Regions from separate parts of the Drosophila melanogaster genome. Here region 2 is linked to region 1. The links are chromatin contacts, called in public Hi-C maps. All regions are on one chromosome and are shown on one strand. The core of a region is the stretch at or near the end of the contact, and the rest is flanking DNA. Distances in the headings are between cores, read along the strand shown. Region 1 overlaps dpr8 (defective proboscis extension response 8). Region 2 overlaps eag (ether a go-go).

Region 1 (2,624 bases), core at 89-2,588:
CAGACACCGCTGAGACTGAGGTTGCAGCTCCTGCTCCTGCTCCATCGCCATCTCCAGTTCCATTCCCATTTCATGATTCCCTTTTGCCCGCCGGGTTTACTTTGCACGCAACATTTTTCACAGCGAGCGCTATTTTCGGTGTTTGGGTGTGTGTGAGTAATGCCATCCTCTTTCGCCCAGCAAAGGATAACCATTCCCATTGCTATACCCATACCCATGCCCATGCCCATGCCCATGCCCATACGAATGGTAACTTCTCATGTCCAGCGAGCTGGCATTCGCAGGACATGAGGAGTTGGTATTTGGTCAATGCGTCAGTTTTACGGCTCGTAATGCTTGTAATTGATTGTTAATGCCGCACTTAACCCAGACTCCAGCTGAGTTGGCCAAAAGGACAATCGTCCTGTAGCTCCGGCCATGTGCCCCTTTTCCCCCATCTTCACTCCATCTACTTTTCCCCACTGAGCCGTGTGCGTGGCTTGGCTTATTTATTATTTAAGGGCTGGATTGCGTGTGCAATTGTTGAAATTCCTTTTTAAAAATAACACACAGAAATCAGTTAAGAGTAACCAAATGAGGGGCAATATAAGCAGCGCTGAGCGGTGCAAAAGAAGCGGCAACAAATAAACAGGGCCAAGGATTGTTGGTTGGGCTTATCGGCCGGCTCAGGACCAGAAACAGAAACACAAATGGAATGAAAACCAGAATCTGAGCTGCAGCTTCGACAATGACATGCATATTTTATCTAAATGCACTGAGATAAACCATCGATGAGTTTATCATTTTGATAATTATGATAACAACATTTTATGTTTGTGAGTGCTATCCAAAAGTGCTAACAATTACCAACTATTATCTTATTTGTATTTTTGCACTGATATCGATAGAAAACTCCTTTTCTCACTGCACCACTGGACCAGGGCTCTTGTGGTGTCCTCCATGTGGCAGAAACAAACGGAAACGTTAATGCCGGCAATATAATAAAGGATAATGCAGCAGGAATTGCAACTCCGCGCCGGGATTCCTTGCTGCACACTAAACAGCCCGGCACAACTGAAATGACAATAAACAAAAATGCAGCAGCCACAACTGTTGAACTGGGCGAAAACAGAAATCCGAAGAGAAGAGTTGGAAAAACTGAAAGCTGGAAAAGTGAAAAACTGAAAGCTGGTAAGATGGTGCAATGGAAAGATGGACGCGTAGCTGGAATGGCCGAGAATGGCAATTTGGTATGGCTGAAATGCTCAAAATGCTGTTCTCGTTGCTTGGCCTTTTCATTTCTTCGTTTTGCTTGCGCTTTTCGTTTATTGAATTCGCAGCATGGCAACAATGGCAACAATTTCTGTTGCATACTTTTCAGAGCCACTCTGTGAGCTACCCACCCAATCACCACTGTGGATATCAGGATATCCTGGGCCAGCGAATTATAACAACAATGTGGTGAACAGCGGGCAACAGATTAGCCCTAGCAACAAATCATTATAAACTATGCAAGACAGCAAATAGATTACTGCAAACTATTAAAATATCATCGATGTGCAGTGCACGCCATTTACAATGCATTCGGATTCCGATGAAAATCGGTCAAGGTTCAAGGATTTTCAATTATTCGGATTTATTTTGCAATGTAATGAAATCCGTTGATTGGGCACTTCAAACCGAATACGAAACGGCCAATAATTTTGCACTAGAAATAGGCTTAATAGCTTGCAATGGAAACTTGACTCCTGTTCTGTATTTCAGTTAAATCACACCTTTTAATAATAAATCACTACTCGTGAAGTATTTTCTCAAAATCCCTATATAGATATTCAGTTGCATAACTGAACTACCATTCTCCACCAAGTGGCGATAGCAGTGACCCGAAAGAACCAAAAAACATTGCATACGATGAGATTACAAGCCACCAGGATGCCTAATCCTTTTAAATGACATTTCGTTATTCAATCCGTGTTCCAGTGCGGATCTGAAACAAGAATGTCCTGGCAGCATTTAGTCGGCTTGTTTTGTTGTTCCTGATTCCTGATTCCTGAATCCTGTAACCTGCAACTCGAATGCTGAATCCAGATGACTGGACCATTACGGCCCGGAATGGAAAGATAACCGATTTGCTTTCGTTGCTCTGGTCGCAGCAAAAACAATTACGGCAAATCAGATGACGATGACAATGGCCGGGGTCTAAAAATACAACCACGGCAACGAGATACGGAACGGAGCAGCTCGATTTCGTTGTATCCCGTATCTGTGAGATAGATGTGTTTTAAAGTAAGTAACTAGGCGAGCTTCCTTGCCGGTCGGCCATCCAGCTATCAGCCCATCAGTCCACAATCAAAATCACCCAAACACTCAAAACACCCCACCCTAAACAACAACAACAACAACAACAAACAACAGCAACTGGAATTCCTGGGCAAAAAAAAAAGTGGGCGAGCCAGTACCAACGCTATCAAAGTCGTTGAAATGAAAATGAAGATGAAATAAAATGGAAAGCACAAACAGTGAAAAAACTAAAATTTTCTATGCTGTAAACGAAATTGAAAATGAACAAGCGGAGCGAACACGGACATGGACATGGGAAGCGGACACCGACACAGAGACAACAGCACCAATACCAACACGGACAA
Region 2 (2,624 bases), core at 45-2,544, 660 kb before region 1:
ACCATAAGTGTGTTGTCGCAAAAAAAGGACAAAGGACCTTTTGCATAGCAGGGCGACTTTGATTTGGGTATAGCATTAGCTTCAACTTTCGGCCATTAGGCGCAGGCAATTTAGCACACAACAATCGATCTTGGTAAGGGGGTCAAAGGCCAGTGCACTTCCCAAAAGTATACTCACTGTTCTTCTTGTACAGCAAAATCTCGAACTGATCCTGCTGTTGGTTCTCCAGCGTGTACTCCAGCCGTCCCACCGTCTCCTTGTCTGTCAGCTCGCCATACATGAAGCCGCATCTGTTGGGTTTTTTTTTTGTGTCCAAGGATGTGAATGTGGATGCAACGATGCCAGAATGCCAGAATGCCAGGTTGCCAGGTTGCCGGGCAGGAGATGCCAGAAGAAATAGAAAGAGATGTGGAGAGCAGACGAGGTATTATTCTTGGTTAGCTTTACATTGGTTGCATGCCACAAATGCACACACACACACACACAGCAACAACAACAACACACACGCAAACCTATATGAAAATCAAACACACATATGCACATGAACACCAGGGCAAGCACATGCAGCGGAAAATGGGAAAACAGCAAGCGTTCCAATTGGAGGAAAACATGCCGAACAAAACAAGATTGATGCACCTGGGGCCCATCGAGCAAAAATACGAAGAAGCTTCACTGCGCACAGCAAAATGTATTAAACAAATATCAATTTAATGCACCGCTGCTCAACCGATGGGGTCACACATTTCCTTGGGACTCAGGTCAATAATTTATATATTATATTAGGCCAAGGAGTAGTAGAAACACATAAAGAAATTCCGAGAGCTAAAGAAAATTAATTGCATTTGGTTAAAATAAGAATATATTTCCTAACTTTGAATTTTTAGTTTATTCATTGAAAGCACACTCTTTTCGAACAGTGTTGCCTTTACCTGGATTATTGAAATCAAAAACTGTATTCCGATATTTGATACTCCCAACATACGGCCGAAAGTTATGCGTGGAAAACTTTTCCCAGCTTTCCCCAACGTAAAGTTGATTACTATAAGCGCGCTGGTTGGCTTTCTTATGCATATTCTGTGAATACCTTTTGTTGAATGTATTATTTTTCGTTCGCTTTTCCAATGAAAACCAAATAATTAATGATCGAGTTTCTGGGCTAAACAGGGGACTAAACTTTCGTTGCCTATGTGTATTGACTTGGAAAAGTCAGCTCAAAATCGGGACAGGGAAACCACTTGCAGTGTCGAACAAAAAGTGTTGCATACTTTTCGGGCCAGGCTTGATGACGTCAGCGGCGAACGAATTGAAACGAGAACGCAGCCGAAGGAAATGTGGGAAAGCATGAGCAGGGAAGTGGAGATGGAGGAGCAGTAGTTAATTTCTGTTGTTTTGCTTTACTCGTGCCACGAACAAAAGTTCAACAAACTACGAAACGGCGACGTCACGGGTTCGTTAATATGTGTGTGTACATTGTGTTCGCACATAGACACATAGGGGCAAAAAACGAAATTGGGTTACAAAGCAAACAAAAAACAGGTCCTGGATTCGGGGATATGGCCATAGATATATTAGATATACGTGTATATATGTATGTACATACGTATAGATATGGATGCACAAAGTGTTTATGTGCTCATGGGTGGAGCACAGTAAAAGCCCTCGACAAGCACTCGAAATTCTATTATTTTCTAGGGGGTCCAACGAAAAGCACTCAACGAAAATCCCTAATTCAATCTAACATATACTGGGGGAGCCGTGCACAAAGGCCTTTACTCGGTGAAAATGCACTTAAGTGATTTCGAAACCCTTTTTTTCATGGCGCCAAAAAGTGTGCGATGAAATTCCAAAGACAGGATTTTTGTTCTAAATCAAATGTAAGTAAGTGCGCATGGCAAAGGAGTATTATTTTAAACTCTTGAAATTGTTAAAAATTTTCATAGGGCATTAAGTCGAGCACCTAGTCGTATACGCAATCTTGTTGGCCTTTCTAACAGTTACAAAACATTTTCTAAGCCTTAGCTGAATAGAAATACACATATAACCATGATGAATGGTAGAAACACTATTTTATCAATAGTGAAAATATAGTGATTCCTAACGAGTTTATACTGTACAGTAAACTTTAGAGCAACAAAAGGCGATTTGCGTTGCGCCAAAAGAAATTGCATTGAAGCAAATGTCGAGTGAAAATCAAACGTTTCCTTTGGTTCTTTTTTTGTTTTTTTTTTTGCATTTCTTCATCCACTTTCTTCTGTTTCCTTTCTTTCTATTTGTGCTTTTCTTTTTAGCTGGCCACTGTTTTCTGGTTGCCTTTGGCCGTCATTCCAGTTGTTTCATTGCATTCTTTTTGTGTTTTTTGGATCACACGCGACCAGAGAACAGAAACAAATAAAAAGAAGGACAACAACAAAAGTGGGTCACAGCAACAACAACACTGGCGGATTAAGCGAAAGAACGAGAGGGATAGAAAGTGGTGCCCAGTGTGTGAAGGAGATGGCAGTTGCGCTAGCTAAACGGCAGATTGGCATTAAAAACTTGTATTTTTTTCCACCTGGGGAATTTTCGGGACCGCTGATGCTGCAGCAGGTGAGCTGACGAACGAACCGTATTTCTATTCTTTTTTA

The links. A called contact is a pair of places that touch in the nucleus more often than the background predicts.
Region 2: a Hi-C map of the Kc167 cell line shows a contact between it and region 1, with 1.8 times the contacts expected there. The contact joins two enhancer-like sites. A contact is called at or near these places in 2 of 107 Hi-C or Micro-C datasets (the Kc167 cell line and wing imaginal disc).

The regions. Positions count from the first base shown.
Region 1 is chrX:14,327,960-14,330,583 of dm6, reverse strand. All of the region lies in intron 2 of dpr8 (defective proboscis extension response 8), which reads right to left. Among named protein-coding and RNA genes, the nearest start is that of dpr8, 7.0 kb to the right of the region's middle. Within about 2 kb of position 1,338, at least 2 of the 39 cell types and tissues checked have an H3K27ac peak or open chromatin away from gene starts, as enhancers often do. A contact at or near this core is called in the Kc167 cell line, where this site is marked.
Region 2 is chrX:14,987,986-14,990,609 of dm6, reverse strand. eag (ether a go-go) reads right to left here. Exons shown (of 17, transcript NM_078603.4): 5 at 178-290. Among named protein-coding and RNA genes, the nearest start is that of eag, 34 kb to the right of the region's middle. Within about 2 kb of position 1,294, at least 4 of the 39 cell types and tissues checked have an H3K27ac peak or open chromatin away from gene starts, as enhancers often do. A contact at or near this core is called in the Kc167 cell line, where this site is marked.